Linked DNA regions of Mus musculus: all the other regions are linked to region 1. Evidence: chromatin contacts called from public Hi-C data. All regions are on one chromosome and are shown on one strand. Each heading gives the region's core, a stretch centred on a gene start, on an enhancer-like site or on the middle of the called end of the contact. The rest is flanking DNA. Distances are from core to core; before and after follow the strand shown.

Evidence for each region. Hi-C and Micro-C count contacts between places; a contact is called where the count stands out from the background.
Region 2: a contact with region 1 is called in a Hi-C map of bone marrow-derived macrophages, with 1.7 times the contacts expected there. The contact joins two enhancer-like sites. A contact is called at or near these places in 2 of 484 Hi-C or Micro-C datasets (bone marrow-derived macrophages and liver) and 4 of 115 datasets of contacts at active chromatin or transcription factors (bone marrow-derived dendritic cells, embryonic fibroblasts, embryonic stem cells and 1 more).
Region 3: a Hi-C map of bone marrow-derived macrophages shows a contact between it and region 1, with 27 read pairs. The contact joins the promoter of AY702103 here to the enhancer-like site in region 1. A contact is called at or near these places in 6 of 39 promoter capture datasets (the C10 cell line, cranial neural crest, embryonic stem cells and 3 more), 11 of 484 Hi-C or Micro-C datasets (B cells, adipose-derived mesenchymal stem cells, bone marrow-derived DN2 thymocytes and 7 more), 1 of 115 datasets of contacts at active chromatin or transcription factors (embryonic stem cells) and 1 of 9 other capture datasets (embryonic stem cells).

Annotation. Positions count from the first base shown.
Region 1 is chr17:50,109,794-50,112,550 of GRCm38.p6, forward strand. All of the region lies in intron 2 of Rftn1 (raftlin lipid raft linker 1), which reads right to left. Among named protein-coding and RNA genes, the nearest start is that of Gm52302, 77 kb to the left of the region's middle. Within about 2 kb of position 1,463, at least 29 of the 459 cell types and tissues checked have an H3K27ac peak or open chromatin away from gene starts, as enhancers often do. A contact at or near this core is called in adipose-derived mesenchymal stem cells and bone marrow-derived macrophages, where this site is marked.
Region 2 is chr17:50,023,627-50,026,752 of GRCm38.p6, forward strand. The region is part of intron 7 of Rftn1 (raftlin lipid raft linker 1); the gene reads right to left. Among named protein-coding and RNA genes, the nearest start is that of Gm52302, 9.3 kb to the right of the region's middle. Within about 2 kb of position 1,640, at least 98 of the 459 cell types and tissues checked have an H3K27ac peak or open chromatin away from gene starts, as enhancers often do. A contact at or near this core is called in bone marrow-derived macrophages, where this site is marked.
Region 3 is chr17:50,237,819-50,240,558 of GRCm38.p6, forward strand. AY702103 (cDNA sequence AY702103) reads left to right here and starts at 1,390. Exons shown (of 2, transcript NR_131975.1): 1 at 1,390-2,740.

The DNA.
Region 1 (2,757 bases), core at 213-2,712:
AGTCGGTGACTTCACCTCACACTCAACTTCTTAACAAGACCCCAACTTCAGCCTGGAATAAATGATTCAGGACACGAGCAGGCAACTTGTAAGACGGGACCTGATCTAAGCTGAACATCGGCATGTCCCCTCTCTTCTAGGTACCTTACAGCATAGCACAGGCTGATTCCTGCTGGTTTTTCACGTTTGCAGGAGCAGAGCCTCAGCTTTGAGATTTTAACATGTACTAAAAAATCTTGCACTGTGTGGCTCAAGCTGGCCCCAGCCTTACTATGTACCCCAAGGCTAACGGTGAATTTATGGTGGTCCTTCTATCTCAGTTGCCCAAGTTCTGGGTTGCTCAAAGGAGCCACCAATACATAGATGGTCTTACTCACCCCCACACTGCCCTCCCTCATCCCCTCTCTCTCTGGTCCTTCTCCATCCCCTTACTCCCTGGTCCTCTTCCATTCCCCAAATATTTCCTTCTATCTACCATTTGTTCTGCTTCCGCCCTTCCTTTGGACTCTCCCTTCTCCTTTCACACACAGTCCCTTTCTATTTTCATGTAAATCTCTCTCCTTCTTCTTCTTCTTCTTCTTCTTCTTCTTCTTCTTCTTCTTCTTCTTCTTCTTCTTCTTCTTCTTCTTCTTCCTCTTCCTCTTCCTCTTCTCCTCCTCCTCCTCCTCCTCCTCCTCCTCCCTCCCTCCCTCCCTCCCTCCCTCCCTCCCTCCCTCCCTCCTTCTCTTTCTCCAGATTCCACTTATATGAGAAAAATATATACTGTTTATCCTTCTGAGTCATGGTGGGGTTTGCTTATTAATAGAACAATCTCAGATTTCCAGCTGCACCCATTTCCCAGAATTTCCAGTTCATTTGAGAAGTCACAAATCATAATACTGACCTTTGAATTTTCAACCCCTATGACTCAAAAGTCGAGACGTGATGGGCTTGAGAGTCTGGCTGGGGCATTTGACAATGTAGGCTATGGATGCCCTTCCTCCTTTCTTGCTTCTATCCCCACACCGCTGACACTCAGTATGCCCATCAGTGAGGACAGGGCACGGCAAGGATGCCAAGGGAAGCCTATCTGGCTACTCTCACGGAGCATCACGGACACCCGTGGCTGATATACCTGTCTCTCAAGTCCTTCCTGTTCTTCACCCATAGGAAGAAAGCTTAGAACCACATAGTTATACTCAAATCCCGTTGGAAAGCCAGTGTTTCCCTGAGTGATTGCCAAGATTAGTCTTTTCTCACATCACGTCTCTGATGAAAAGTATTTAGAGCTGTTCAATGGACGGAAGGTCTCTTAAAATAAGCAATGCTTTCCTTATAAATAAATTCACCATCCTTCCAAGAGTTAAGAAAAGGAATGAAAACATGTGCAATCCTAACCCACAAAACCACATATTTCTCAACACTCCTGGGACACAGTCGACTCTGCTTTTGTTATGACTGTGTTTTTGTTTAGCCAAACATTCTGCAGCCCATTTCCCCCCTGGAAATGAAGCTCTTCAGACATCTTCAGAGGAACTTAAGCAATGCCCTGGTTGTTCGGAACAATCCACTAAGCTCTCCAACACAGAAAGGAAATCTCGACACACAGCCCTGCTCCCTTCCCTTGGCCCCTTCACGCAGCAGCAGGAACGACACCTATTATTCTGTCCAGCCATCATTTGTGACTTTAACCTAATTATTCCAAGTCTGACTTTGCTTTTCTAATTACACTCGCTAATGGATCTGTCAATACCAAAGAGCCTGGTGTGAGGGAGAAGCCACCACCCCTAGCAATTTCTCTCACAGGTAAAGCTGATAATCACACTGTTCACCCGAAGCCTTTTTAAATATATAAATTCCTTTAAGACTGCTATTTCTATAACATCAATCTGCCCGAGCTTTGTAGTAGATCCAATTTGGTGAAACACTAAAATCAATCATTTCTCAATGTGAAGCTTTTTCAATGTGCACAGAAGAAATAAGAATTCAATTTTTTAAACACTATTTGTGGCCCTTGGCTGCAATAGGTGTCATTTTGAAATTTCTGGAACAAGTTAAGACTTTCATTAGAAGGTTCTTTAAATTCAGATTTCCATTTAAAAATCCAAGCTTCTAAAAGTGAAGAAAGGGAAGGAGGGAGTGGGGTAGAGAAGTGGGAGGGAGAGGGGAGGGTTGGTAAGGAATGGCATACCAGCCAAGTCTCAACCACTCAAATATCCTTCCATTCTCAAATCCTCACAACTCCAGGCCCGTCAGCTAGACAGCTGGAAACCAAGAAGCTCTGTATATTACAGACTGTTACACAGAAAGTTTCAGACTTTGGATCCATAGCTCCAACTGTAATATCTAATAAGAACCAAGAAATTCATGGCTCAGAGAGATACATGCTCTATTTAAAAAAAAAACAACCAAAACCCTACTGATGTAGCACTAGAAAGATGTTATGGAAGACTCGGTAGATGGTAAGTCACTCCAGCTGAGAGGCTGGGCCTGGCAAGGATAATGGATTGCCTTTTAAATTAATTTCAAGGCTTCATCTCAAAGTGACAAAGATGAAACAACACACAGGTACATACAGACAAACACACAGAAATACAGACACACACACACACACACACACACACACACACACACACACACACACACACAGAGACACATACACACAGACACACACATGCCATGAACGCACACGTTATTACAGTTCTTGATGGCAAACTTGAAAGATACATCAGCTAATTATTACAAGATCCTCACAGTAACTCTTCCTTCTTCTCATTT
Region 2 (3,126 bases), core at 390-2,889, 86 kb before region 1:
AAGGTGAGTGAATGCTTGGCCACAGAGATGTTCTCCAGGTCTCCCTGGAGAACTATTTGTCCTACCTTTCTCTATGTGACTCCAACTGTCCATATGTTAGAAAGAAACTCCTCCAGTTTTCGTTGCTATGACAATGTACTTGAGACTGGTTGTTTATGTGAGAAATGGTTATTAATTTATTTTACTTTTTTATTTAACATTTTAAAATCAAAGACGGCCTGGTGGGGGGGACTCTCATTTTCCAAACCTTCCCCCTCCTTCTTTGAACTGATGAATCAATCATAAAGACTGTGCAGTCAGTTCTCATCCATGGAAACGAGAGTCACCACCTACATCAGGGATAAAAGACAGAGCTACTCTGGCCCCAGTGTGCTTGCCAGCCTGACCTGGGTTCCAATGCACGCATTCTGCAGGAAAGACCCATCGCCTTGCTGAGTTGATTTCTGCACTGTCCATGTGTTCCTTTGTACAACACAAAGATTATTCTTTGTTTCTAACAATTTATGAAAGTATGCATTTAAAATTTTAAATCTTATTTAATTTTATATGCATGCTGTTTTGCCTGTATGTATGTCTGTGTACCACATGTATGTCCGAAGCCAAAGAAGCCAGCAAGTTCATCAGATCCCTTGGAACTAGAATTACAGATGGTTGTGAACTACCATATGGGTGCTGGGAATTGAACCTGGGTCCTCTGGAAGAGCAGCCGGTGCTCTTAACCACTGTCACTCTATCCCTAAAGGTGATTTTTAGCTCATACTTTTGGATCCTGATAATCCAAGATCTGACAGCTTTGTTTAAGCCTCTAGTAAGGGCCACTCAGCCTGCATCACAATATGGCTGAGAGACAGAAAGGGAACCTGTCCCATGCAGGCAGCCTACGGATGTGGATTCAATTCAGTGAATAACAACCTCTTCTCACCAAGAATGAACGCCCGCCCTCGGGGAGACACCATTAGTCTCTTTCAGTCAGAAAGGATAGGGACAGACAGACATGAGTATAAGTCATAAGGAGAGCAACTCAGGGACCCAGAAACCAAGTCATTCCTCTGAACTGCCCCTGATCATGCAACTTCCCTCCGACAGATAAAGAAAGGCCCACCCCATTCAGGGATTACCCCTCCCCACAACAGTAAAAATCCTCTGGAAACTCCCTAAGAACCCTCAGGATCTCTCTCTCTCTCTCTCTCTCTCTCTCTCTCTCTCTCTCTCTCTGAGACAGGGTTTCTCTGTATAGCTCTGGCTGTCCTGGAACTCACTCTGTAGACCAGGCTGGCCTTGAACTCAGAAATCCGCCTGCCTCTGCCTTCTGAGTGCTGGGATTAAAGGTGTGTGCCACCACGCCCGGCCCTTCAGGATCTCTTAAGCCACAGGCTTGCTGGAGCTCACTCCCAGTCTGACGGTGCACTGAACGGTCTTACTCTCCATTTAAATAAATGTATACTTTAAGCCCTCCTCTAAATCTTCTTCAATTCTTTTCCCAAGACACAACCTCAACATACTATTGTGGGAGAGCCTAGACAGCTTCCCCAGTAACACCTTCTAAGAATCAAGAGTGTGGTCTCCATTGTTAAGGAGCTGATCAGATATCACCAGGCCTGGGGGATGGGAGGGCGGACCCTCTGTCATCATCAGCAGTTTGTAGAAGCAGGAACCGAAACTTCTAGACGGAAGGCTGCTCTCAAGAATGTGATCTCCAGCCCTGGGTGGAGACGTGGCATTCTGAATTTGCCAGAAGGTCATAAGATGATTATCTGGCAGGAGGAAGCTTTCTGGTAAAGAACAAAAACATTGTGCCCCACCCATAACAGAATCCAAATGGGTCTGTCAATCACCTAGACAAAAAAGAAAGAAAGAGAGAGAGAGAGAGAGAGAGAGAGAGAGAGAGAGAGAGAGAGAGAAAGGAAGAAGCAAGGCTTCCAGGAAAAGCAGCCTGTTGTAGAAGCTAGAAGTATAAAATTTACATAGAGTACACAGTGCAATAGTCCCTCTGGCCACTGTTCAGTCCCAAGCTTTGAGAGTGCCTTGCTTTACCATGCCACAGAACCTATCACCTATAATAAGCCCAACGGCTTATCTGAATTCTTCCACTGCAGATCAAAAGAACCAGGGAACTGAGGGTACAGAGGGGACTCTCAATGACACATATGACTGACTACCTAGCCATAGGCCCACTTCTTAACTGTGGAGTCATCTTTCCACATTGTCACACTGGGGACCAAGCTGGCAGTGCAAAGCCCTCAGGAGGACAAGCTGCAGCCAAACCACACTATGGCCATGTGACTAGCAATATCCAATACTGCAATATGGCTATACTCAAGCTGACTGCTAGTAAGGAATGCAGTCAGTCCTATAGCATAAGGGATTGGTCAAACTCAGAGTGAGTTTATGAATGTACTCTTTAACCAAGGCCTCTAGGAAGGCACAGGGTCCTGGTAGAACCTTGCGAGGCCCTAGTTAGAGAACTCAGCTTAGGTGTGTGTGTGTGTGTGTGTGTGTGTGTGTGTGTGTGTGTGTATACACGTGTGCCTGCCTGTCTGCCTGTCTGTCTGCCTGCCTGTCTACCTGCCTGTCTGTTTATAGAAGGTTGGTATGATGGCTTAGTGGGTAAAATGTGCTTGCTGCTAAGCAGGGCAACCTGAGTTTGTTCCCTGGAGCATACATAATGAAAGGAGAGGACAGACTCCTTCCAGATGTCCTCTGACTTCCACAGGTGTGCCACAGTATGTACACACCCACACATACACATGGAGCATAAAATAAATGGACACATAAAGTCAGGTGTTAAAAAGTAAATTCAAGGTCTTACAGAATCATTTCCTACCTTTTTAATCTCAAACACACGAGGGCAGCTGGAGAGCGAGGCCACCCTAACACACGCTGTCTTGAGAGTTCACTTTGTGTGTCTGATTTGTGGTGAAGACGGAACCCTTCCACCTGCCCACCCAACCGCTGCAGCTATAGCTGCTGGTTCTCAGAGCCTGGGGCCTGGACCACCCATTATTCTTGGGCTTTGAACTGCACCTCTGGCTGAGTCTCCATATTCAAGGATTTAAATGGATGTTAGCTAAAGCCAAGGCCTTACAATGAATCTCACGGTGGGTGTGGGTGCTCACAACATCCACT
Region 3 (2,740 bases), core at 140-2,639, 130 kb after region 1:
CAAGCATGGTCACCCTGTGAACCATCGTGACTGTCATGTATTTTTTTATTTGATTTTTTTTTAAAGGTAGGATCTTAGTAACCCAGGCTGACTTTGAAATCCTTGTATAGCTGAAACTGACCTTGAACTTCTGACCCTTCTGCCTCCAGGACTGGGACCACATAGGTGTGCTCCACCACACTCTTCTGTACAAGGTGCTGGGGTGGAACCCAGAGCTTCCGGTGTGTATTGTGCAAGCAGCCTGCCAGCTGAGACACACGCCTTCCTTGTGTGTTGCTGAGAGGGAGGAGGAAGAGAGAATCTGAAAGGGGGTTGGGTGTCAAGAATTACTGATGTAGCAGTAAGAAGCGCTAAAATGCTTCCTCTACTTTATCCCACCATTTGGGACACTCCTGGGCCGGCAAGCGTGCTTCTGGATGCTTTGGAAAGCCACAGCAGGGAAGGTGGGGTCTCCTTAAAGCTGGAGAGATGATGTGGAACTGTGGGGACCGTGGTGGAACAGACAACACATCTTCTTTCAGGGTGTCGTCCTTCAGCTGCCAATTGCCAGCAAATGTGGTCTCATCGTCCTGTTTGCCAAAGCCAAGGGTGTGTATAAGACCCAGGAGCGAGAGGGTGTGGCCTTTGGAGATCTCTGCCGTGGGCTGTCAGTTTGGGAGAGCAGCATGGTATCCCAGTCACCAAGTAGTAGAGGTACTGGGGACTGGAGGAAGCAAAGCAGCAGGAGCCCTGTGACTGGGCACTCAACATGGAAGCCAGGGAGATGGCAAGCTCTCAAATTAGCAAGGGACATCTGAGAGATTTAGACTTCCTGCAAAGGGTAGTCCAATTCTAGAACGATTCTCCAGGATCTAGAAGATGTAGGTCTGTGCACAGCTCACTGTGACTCAGCTACCAATGTCAGTGGTAGGACTGTACCACTAGTGTGTTTGTTCAAGACGGTGCCTCCAAGGTCCTGCTGGCTGCAGATATCCCTGCCTCCAGGTCCTCAGAATCTAGCTTCAAGACTGTGTCCTCTACCAGCAAATCATCTTTCCAGGACAGGTGTTCTTTCTTGTCAAGAGAAGGGAATGTTGTCAAGATTACCCAGAGCTCTGAGAGCAGCTGGAACAACACTTTAAAAAGGGGTTCATGACAACACCTGGGTTAGATATGCAGGCCACTCAAGTGCCAGGAATGGCTTTCCTGCCCTGGACTCCCTTTGCAAACTCTATATATTTTGTAAACTCTGTACACTTTATAAAGTTTGTAAACCTCAACTCAGAAAATGGTCCTGGCTGAGACTGAGGCTCTCCAGCAGCCAGGCCCCTCCCCCAGAACCCCACTAACTGTCATAACTGTCAGAAGGGTCATCTCCAGCATGTCAACAGGCCCCACCCACGTTATGCTAATTCTAGGTGAAAAGCCTGAATAAAAGCCACCAATTCCTGAATAGGAAAATCCACCAAACCCTGAACTTCCCACAGAAACTCACCTATCCCTGGACATCAAAACCCACCAATCCCTGAACAGGTAAACTCACCAATCCCTGAGCTCCCTCAGGCTCAGAAATTGAGATGCCAGCCATCCTCACTCTGGAAATCTTACTCTAGAAAGGTCCATGCCCTAAGAACACCTATACAAGCACTGGACTTTGTCCAATTAGCAAGTGCTCTCTGCACTCTCCTGAAACCATAGGCACTAATATTCCAGGATGCATTCTTCCATACTGTGGACACACCAATGAATGCCTTTCATGAGCTCTGCTGTCATGTTCTTCTCTCATTGGAAGAAGACAAGAAGCAATGAAGACAAGAAAGGAAGAGAAGGAGTAGGCTTGAGGCTCCTGAGCTCAGCTGGGGACATCCTTCCCTGGAGCTGGGAAGCCTCCAATGAGGAAGGAGACTTCCTCTCAAAGATGTGTGGTTCCTGGGCCCCCGTGTCTCCAGAAACCCTTCCCTTGGGACACTGTCACACCTCAGAGCTGGATGGTTCCTGAGTTCCAAGGCCCTGAACACCTTCTCATCCAAGCACAAAGGCCAACAACCAGGGCCACTGGCCCTACAAGATCCAGATATCATCTGGTAAAGTCTGAGAACCAACTCCCAGAGATGGGTCATGCAGAAGTTAATCCTGAAGCTCCATCTTCCTCAACACTGGCAGATAAAAGCCACCCAGGAGCCTCCACAGGAGCGCCTGTCTCATCAATGGGTCCAGCCATATTCCAGATTTGGAAGGACCTTTGCAAGGATCTGACAAACATTGCAGGAAGATCTCTGAGAGATCTGTACAGGATCCCAGAGGGTTCCCTGGGCAAAGATCTAGAGGCTGTCTCCGAGACACGGGTGGACAGTTGCTATGTCAGACAGCCAAGAAGTGACTCACCAAGTCCCCAGCTAGTCTCCCCAGGAAAACAGCAGCTAGAGGGTATACTGAAAACCACTCAAGCAGCAAGTGGAGCCATTACAATGCCATTAAGGTGCCTGTGGGCACTTGTCAAGGAATTGCTGTGGACCACACAGTGGTCCTGCCTGAAAACTCAGAGACAAGTTCTGAAAACCCAGAGACAAATATGGAAGCTCAGAAGCAGTGATCCTTGAATGATGGGGCCACCTGCAAGAATATTTCCCAATGGGCCTTCATTCCTACAAGAAGATGCCTTTTGGGTGAGGCAAAAAGATGGAGCTTGCTTCTCAGAGACCTCAAAATCCTACATCTTTCCAACACAAACAGGTCTGTAGCTTTGCCATTTCCCACAGCC